2 separate regions of the Sus scrofa genome follow, and region 2 is linked to region 1. A link is a contact called in public HiChIP or PLAC-seq data. All regions are on one chromosome and are shown on one strand. The core of a region is the stretch at or near the end of the contact, and the rest is flanking DNA. Distances in the headings are between cores, read along the strand shown.

What was found. HiChIP or PLAC-seq counts read pairs in DNA pulled down with a chosen protein or histone mark.
Region 2: a contact with region 1 is called in an H3K27ac HiChIP or PLAC-seq map of alveolar macrophages. The contact joins two enhancer-like sites. A contact is called at or near these places in 6 of 47 Hi-C or Micro-C datasets (embryonic fibroblasts, heart right ventricle, retroperitoneal adipose tissue and 2 more) and 1 of 2 datasets of contacts at active chromatin or transcription factors (alveolar macrophages).

What each region holds. Positions count from the first base shown.
Region 1 is chr1:265,800,188-265,804,535 of Sscrofa11.1, reverse strand. The region is part of intron 2 of SCAI (protein SCAI); the gene reads left to right. Among named protein-coding and RNA genes, the nearest start is that of SCAI, 65 kb to the left of the region's middle. Within about 2 kb of position 1,940, at least 1 of the 83 cell types and tissues checked has an H3K27ac peak or open chromatin away from gene starts, as enhancers often do. A contact at or near this core is called in alveolar macrophages, where this site is marked.
Region 2 is chr1:265,956,823-265,961,170 of Sscrofa11.1, reverse strand. The region is part of intron 3 of GAPVD1 (GTPase-activating protein and VPS9 domain-containing protein 1); the gene reads right to left. Among named protein-coding and RNA genes, the nearest start is that of GAPVD1, 11 kb to the right of the region's middle. Within about 2 kb of position 2,585, at least 2 of the 83 cell types and tissues checked have an H3K27ac peak or open chromatin away from gene starts, as enhancers often do. A contact at or near this core is called in alveolar macrophages, where this site is marked.

The DNA of each region.
Region 1 (4,348 bases), core at 691-3,190:
TCCCTCTGTCTTCACATGGCATTCTCCTCTCTGTGGGTGTTTGTCTCTGTGTCTCTTTTCCTCAGCTTATAAGGACACCGGTCATACTGGAGTTCAGACTCACTCTGTTGGAATATGATTTCGTGTTAACTTACATCTTAATTCTATCTACAAACACACTATTTCCAAATAAGCTCGCACTGAGAGGTACAAGGGGTAAGGACTTCAACATACTTTTTTGGCTGGGGGAGATGCAATTCAACCCTCAACAAAGTATGTCTTTTTTTCTTTGTCTCTACTTTTTTTGGCTGCCCTGTGACATACGGAGTTCCCTGGCCAAGGATCAGATCCCAGCTGCAGCTGCAAGCACGCCACGGCTGTGGCAATGCCAGATCCTCAACCCACTGAGCCAGGCTGGGGATTGAACCCATCTTCTGGTGCTCCAGAGATGCTTCTGATCTCTGTGCCACAGAGGGAACTCCTCTTTGTCTCCACTTTTATTGTTACCCATGTGGTATGGTTACATACATGCTTTCCATAAATGTCTATAGAACCAGCCTTGTTTGTACATGATCAAATGTATTTTTCCCCACATAATTGATAGATATATGTATTTCATTCATGTCTTAATCTACCATTTATTTTTAAGGAAACCAGTGAAATTGCATTTGTGAAATTGTATTCACAGTTTTATATTAAAGTTTCAATTATCCATGATCTATTAATACTATAAGCATTTGAGGCCATGACAACTGTTTGTATAATATGGAGCTTGGCTTGTAATTTTGCTTCTTTATATTGTCCTTCCCTTTGGTGTCAGGGTTAAGTTAGCTCATTATAATGAATGTCGGAAGGGAAGTATACATTAAAATGAATGTTGGAAGGGAAGTTACCTGTTTTTTTCAGTGGCAAAACTTATTTGTAAAACCACGTGAGTCAGATGTTCATCTTCCCTCTTCTTTCTCTTCACATAATAACTGTGTAGCTCAATGAATTTTCACAGTGTTAACTCCAGGTCAAGAAATGAAATATTTCTAGCATTCCTCTTATTTCCTGCTTCCTCCCTAAAAGGAACCATTATCTTGATCAGTTTGTCAATTACCATAGTTTAGTTTTTATTTGTTTTGTACCTTATGTATTCTTTTGGGTTTTCCTACTTTCACTCAACAGTGTGCTGGGTTCATCCATGGTATTGCAGGTAGCTGTAGTGGGTTCATTTTCATTACACTATAATATTCCACTTATTTATCTATTTCACTATTGATAGATACTTGATTCCAGATTTTGGTAGTTACAGATTTTACTTCTATGAACATTCATGTTAATGTCTTTTGGTGCATACCCAGTGCATATCTGTTGGTATATTCCTAGTGGCTGCGTATACATTAGTAGATATTGCTAAATCTTTTTTTAGTAGTTTCTATTGCTGCACATTTCTTTCAACACATGGGGTTATCAGGTTTTTAAAAAACATTTGAGACATTCTGGTAGATCTGTCATTTTAACTTTAACTTACACTTCTCTGATGACTAATGAAAGTCACCACCCTTTCATTTGGTCATCCCCTTTTGTGAAACGTATGCTCAAGGCTTTTGCTCACCCTCACCCTCTCCTTTTTTTGTTGGACTATTTGATTGCCTTTTCTTACTGACTTGTAGAGGTTCTTCAGTTATTATTTTGGTTAAAAACCCTTTGTCAAATATATATTGCGAATAACTTCCTTTCCTCTGTGGCTTGTCTTTTCACTCTCTTAATGGTATCTTTTTTTTTTTTTTTTTTTTTCTTAACGGCCCCACCTGCAGCATATGGAAGTTCCTGGGCTAGGGGTTGAATCAGAGCTGCAGCTGCTGGCCTGCGCCACGGCCACAGCAATGTGGGATCTTAGCCACATCTGTGACCTACCCTGCAGCTCATGGCAACACTGGATCCTTAACGCACTGAGAGAGGCCAAGGATCAAACCCACTTCCTCAACCCACTGAACCACAACAGGAACTCCTTAATGGTGTTTTTTGATGAACACACTGTGTATTTGATTTTTAAAACTATCCAATTTTTCTTGGTAATCTGTTTAAGAAATCTTTTTTTACCCCATGGTCATAGGGATAGCCTTATATTATCATAACGTAACTATTTTGTTTTACCTTTTATGTTTATATCCACAGTCTACCTAGAATTTACATTTGTGTATGATGTAGGTCGGAGTCAAGATTCATGGTTTTTCTTCTAATTTAGATATCCAGTTGACCCAGCACTAGCTCTTTTCCCCTTTCTTTCTTTTTTTTTTTTTTGTCTTTTTTGTTGTTGTTGTTGTTGTTGTTGTTGTTGTTGTTGCTATTTCCCCTTTCTTTCTTTTTTTAAATAAACTATTTTTTCTGGTTGCCTCACTACCACCTTTGTTACATATCAAGGATCCCCGTACATGTGGATCATTTCTCAACTCTCTGTTCTGTTGTATTGATCTGTTTTTCTCTTCCTGCACCAATACCACAGCCTTCAGCCCTGCAGCTTTACAGAAGTCTCGAAATCCAGTGGAATAAGCCCTTCCATCTTGTTATTCTTTAAGGTTATTTTAGCTGCTTTTGGCTCTTGGTATTCCCATATAAATTATAGAGCCAGTTTTTCCTTTATCACAAACTTAAGATTTTGATTAGTACTGCATTAAATCTATAGGTCAATTTAGGGAGAATTGATGTCTTTATAATTTTGAAACTTTTGAGTTAAAAAGCATGGCATGTTCTGGAGTTCCCGTCCTGGCGCAGTGGTTAATGAATCCGACTAGGAACTACGAGGTCGCGGGTTTGATCCCTGGCCTCACTCGGTGGGTTAAGGATCCGGTGTTGCCGTGAGCTGTGGTGTAGGTTGCAGACGTGGCTCGGATCCCGCGTTGCTGTGGCTCTGGCGTAGACTGGTGGCTACAGCTCCGATTCGACCTCTAGCCTGGGAACGTCCATATGCCGCGGGAGCAGCCCTGGAAAAGGCAAAAAAGACCAAAAAATAAAAAATAAAAAAGCATGGCATATTCTTTTTTTGTCTTTTTGTCTTTTGTTGTTGTTGTTGTTGTTGTTGCTATTTCTTGGGCTGCTCCCGCGGCATATGGAGGTTCCCAGGCTAGGGGTCCAATCGGAGCTGTAGCCACCGGCCTATGCCAGAGCCACAGCAACGCAGGATCCGAGCCGTGTCTGCAACCTACACCACAGCTCACGGCAACGCCGGATCGTTAACCCACTGAGCAAGGGCAGGGACCGAACCCGCAACCTCATGGTTCCTAGTCGGATTCGTTAACCATTGCGCCACAATGGGAACTCCATATTCTTACTTTTCTATTAAATCTTCTTTAATTTTTACCTCTCAGAGTTTCACAGTTTTCTGTGATGAGATCTTCCACATTTGCATTATGTTTATTTCTAATTACTTGTTTTTGTTTGATGCTCTTATAAATGATATAATTTTTCTTTATTTAAAGTTTCACTTCTAATTATTTGTTCTTGGGGCTAGAAATATGGTTGGGCTTTTTATAATTCACATCATATCCCGTAACTTTGCTAAACTCACTGATTAATTCTAATACTTAATCTCTACGTTCTTTTGAAATTTCAATGGAGAAGTTTGTATTATCTATGAATATTGACAGTTTTATATCTATTAGATGGAAATATAATCACATTAAAGAGAAATAGATGAAATTAATTTTAATAGTATATTTTATTGAATAACCAAAATATTGTTATTTAGACATGTCACAATATAAAAATTAATGAGATTTTTATATCCCTTGTTTTCATACTAAGTTTTCTAATTTTGATGTATTTTGCATTTACAACACCTCTCAACTTAGAGTAGCCATGTTTCAAGGGCTAAGAAGCCGCATGTAGCCAGTGACTCCAGTTTTGGACAGTGTAGGTCTGGAGGGTGAAACAAACTTTTTTTTTAACCATCAATTTTTATATGTATAACATTTTACGGAAATGCTGACCTGATAATATGTTAAGTGCCAGCGAGAGATTAGATTTTTCAAGAAAGGTTTTACTGAAAAGATGCCATTTGAATAATATCTTGAAATATGCATACAAGTCTCCAGGTGAACAGCATAGGCCAAATTGTAATGTTGTATGAGCAGGACTGGTTCAGAGACTTGTACGTGTCTCAGTGTGGTTGGAGAATAGGTAATCGTGTGAGTGGTGGGTGAGACGGGCCAGCAGTTCTTTACCAGTTATGAGTAATTTATCAGTAATGATGGTTAATATGTTCCTTAAGAAAAGCTTCCAGGGATGTAATTGCTGAGTCTAATGAAAGAATGTACGTGTTGCTCAGTATCCACTGTGAGTCTCAAAGGTCTGCACCAATTTACACTGCCCCTAGCAAAGACGC
Region 2 (4,348 bases), core at 1,336-3,835, 160 kb before region 1:
CAACCCCTAGCCTGGGAACCTCCATATGCCGCGGAAGCGGCCCAAGAGATAGCAACAACAACAACAACATCAAAAAAAAAAGACAAAAAAAAAAAAAAAAAAAAAGTAAAGTCTACTTATATTGTTTTAATTACATAAATAACGTAATTCTAAATCCAAACATCCATCCAATTTTGCAACTTTTTTCAGTAAGAAAAAACACACAAATTTGAGACGTGCATTTAAACACCGCAATTTATCAAGCTCCAACAACCACCATCTAGGATAAGGATTATCAACTACCACATGATGTCCCAGAACCCATTAACATCTGGTAACACATTGTAGTGTTTCAACTATCACACTAAAAGTATTTTTTCTTTCAGTTCACTTCAATGAGAAATGAAATACAGAAACTTCCTAACACAAAATTTCCATAGCTATGTTACATTTTGCACTAATTCCTGGTCAACTAAAGCAACACAAATACATTTCCCAGCCAGTTGTTTAACAGAAGCCAGTTTTTATATTAATTTCCACTTAATAGCAAACTTTTTTTTTTTTTTGGCCTTTTTAGGGCCACACTCGTGGCTTTATGGAGGTTCCCAGGTTACAGGTCAAATCCGAGCTACAGCTGCCTGCCTACACCACAGCCACAGCAACATGGAATCCGAGTCGCATGTGCGAACTACACCACAGCTCCCAGCAATGCCAGATAGCCCACTGATTGAGGTCAGAGATCAAACCCACATCTTCACAGACACCAGTTGGGCTCATTACTGCTGACCCACTACAAGAACTCCAACAGCAAACTTTTTAAAAAGCCAGAATCAGGAGTGGCCTAGCAGATTAAGGACCCAGCACTGTCACTGCTGCAGCTTGGGGCACTGCTGTGGCTTGGGTTTGATCTCAAGCTCAGGAATTTCCACATGCCACAGGTATGGCAAAAAAAAAAAAAAAAAAAAAGTCATTATAAGTATAATGGTTGAGCTTGAAGAGGAGAGTTTTAATTGACTAGTGGCAATACAGTATATGGGTGCTTAGGAAATAAAAACAATTATAACTTCCATGAGTTTCAGGCTTGTCATGTAATAGGCACCAACCAGTTGCTTTACATGTAAATTCTCATTTAATCTGGGTAACACTCCTGAAAGGTACGTATTCTCATCTATTTTTAACAGATGAAGAGACTGAGAATTAAATAACTTGCGCAAGGTCAGATTAATAACTAGCAAAGCTGAGACTAGAATCCAGGTGTATCTGGCTCATGCAGCTTTTAACCACCATGCCATCTGCCTCCCAAGAGTGCTTTAATTTACTGTCAAAGTCACTTCTTTTTTTTTTTTTTTTTTTTTTTTTTGTCTTTTTGCTATTTCTTTGGGCCGCTCCCGCGGCATATGGAGGTTCCCAGGCTAGGGGTCTAATCGGAGCTGTAGCCACCAGCCTACACCAGAGCCACAGCAACTCGGGATCTGAGCCGCGTCTGCAACCTACACCACAGCTCACGGCAACGCCAGATCGTTAACCCACTGAGCAAGGGCAGGGATCGAACCCGCAACCTCATGGTTCCTAGTCGGATTCGTTAACCACTACGCCATGAGGGAACTCCCCCAAAGTCACTTCTAATCACTCTACTCTTTCAACAATTATTAATACGTCAGTGACTATCTGGAAAACTTCTTTCTTAGAAGTTTCAAGCTAGCTGATCTTCTCAGGCTTAGCTGGACTTTAGGACTAAATAACCTAAATTTTATTAAAGAGATGGTATATGAAAGTTTAGAAAAAGTTACTACTGATTAATCCAGATTATCACCCTGGTAATTAAATGCATACACATAGTAGGTCCTATCCACAGTATCTTTTTATTTAAATTTTGTTGGCTGCGCCCACGGCATGCAAAAGTTCCCAGACCAGGGATGGAACCTATGCCACAGTAGTGACCACGCTGGATTCTTAACCCAATGAGCTACCAGGGAACTCCTCAAGACCGAAACATACTAAGAGTTCTGGGTACAGCACTCTAAAGTAAAATGTAATGAGCTCAAGACTAGCTATGTAATCTCTAGTGATTAATATAATCTTCCTGGAATTCAGTTTTTCAACTGAAAAACAGGGAATTATAGGTATCATCCATTTCCCATAATTAACGCTCGATAAATCTCCAAATAGATCTAAGTTCCCTAGCTGGTTCCAGAATATCTCGGTCACCTTGCCCTCTCTCTCTATGAGCTAACTGGGATTTTCTGTGGGCAGGTGGCCCCAGAGAGTAACCAATATTTTCAAAGTGATCTCCACTACCTACAGGTTTACGTCCACAATCTGCTACCAGGCACCAAGCTCTCAACCATGAATCCCTCTTTTTATATCTCCTGTCTCATCTCCCATCATTTCTCCACTTCCCTCAAATCAGATGTTGCCGCCATACTATATCCTAAAGTCTCCAACATTTGCAGATGCTATTATCTAGGTTTAAGAGGCCCACCGTCGCCTTATTTTCAAGTGAACACAAGATTTCTCCTTTAAGGCCCAGCCCCCAAATCTCTTCTCTCTGTGAAGCTCTGGGGGAACTGCTCCTGTCAACAAACAGGGTGCAGCCTTCCTCCCTTACGACACCAAGTGGGAAAGTTATGCCATTTTTAAGGCTCTTTCAGTTCTTCTATTTACATCGTGGAGAAAATCTAAGCAAAGTGCCAGTTTGTCTTCAACACTTCCCAATCTCCCATTTTAATTAAAGGGTAGCAAGCTCCAAACTCAGCACCTTCTGCAAAGAGTAGCAAGTAGGTTTTATAATGTTGTTCTATTTTCATTACATTTAGGTTGCTTTCTATTTAGAGCAAAAGATGTTAGCCTTTCACTATGGTAGCAATACAAAGCTTCTTTAAAAATATGTTTAGGAATTCTCGTTGTGGCACAGCAAAACGAACCCGACTAGTATCCATGAGGATCAGGTTCAATCCCTGGCCTCGTGAGTTAAGGATCCAGCATTGCTGCAAGTAACAGCATAGCCTGAAGATGTGGCTCAGGTTCAGATTTGGCGTGGCTGTGGCTGTGGCGTAGGCCAGCAGCTGCAGCTCTGATTTGACCCCTAGTCTGGAAACTTTCACATGCCGCAGGTGCGGCTCTAAAAAGGGGAAAAAAAAAAAAAGAAAAAAAATTAAAAAAGTTTAAAGGTGTTCCACAAAAAGGACATTAAATAAATAATAGTATAAAAGTATGCAGATTTGGGAAAAATCATGTTACTCAAGGATTAAGCACAGTAAACACTGTTATTTGTTGATGCCAATACCTTGACAGAATTGTTACTTTTTTTCATTACCTAGAAACTTTTCATCACAGTATTTATGTAATATTGATACTAACCTCAGAGAGCAAAAACAGGGCATGACTGTTATTTTTTAATGACCTACAAAGTGATCTATATTCTATCAATGAAATAATTTTAATTTGAGGTTTTATTTTAATTACCCACCACTTTTCAGGGACCTAAGAAATCCATAATAGAGATATGCAAATATTTTTAATAAATGTAATCATGCTGAATTACAATGATCTGTCTATATGTATTTCCTCTTAAAAGACTTAACCTTCAGCACAGGAATAGTTTCTTACTCACTTTACAATATTTTGTTAAATTGCCTGCTTTAAAATCATCAAAATTCATCTCTTTCCAAAAAAATGGAGAGAAAAACACAGTAAGCTTGATTACCTACACTTCTTTCACTCATTAATTCAACAAATTATTAAACACCTACTATGTGCTAGGCACTGACGAACAGGACAGGTTGAGGTCTGCTTTTGAGGGACACACATTCTCATAGGAATACATGATATTCTAATGGCAGTTCTGAGTGGCTATCACAGACTGTATTTCTAAATACCCTCTATTTAGAAACTTCTGCCCATTCCTTTCCATGGTCAGTTAAATCTCACTTAGGCAACAGGGCCCAGCCCAAACTGACCAGTTTCTAGACTCAGTTTTTCATTTGGGCTCATTTCTACCATAGCATTTTATACTCTTTGCAACAAAATATTTTCTCAACAAAACTCCAAGTTCCCTGAAGCAGGGATGTAGTCATCTCAGTATCTGCATTATTTGGCAGAAGAACTGGCATTTAGCAGGTGCTACATCAGCATTTGAAATTATAAGAAGTTAATAAATAAGTGAGTGACTAATGAAGAGCAATCCTCCAGTAAGGAATCATCAGCCAAGCTGCTGTTAACTCAGTTCTAAAATGATTAAAGAACAGTAACTAAATTTAAGTTGAAAACATCTCCTAACTTTCCAATGAGCATGTCTGAAATAATTACTAATGAACCAAAGAAAATATTTCCTCACAATTAAGAAACATATATCATGGGGGGGGGGACA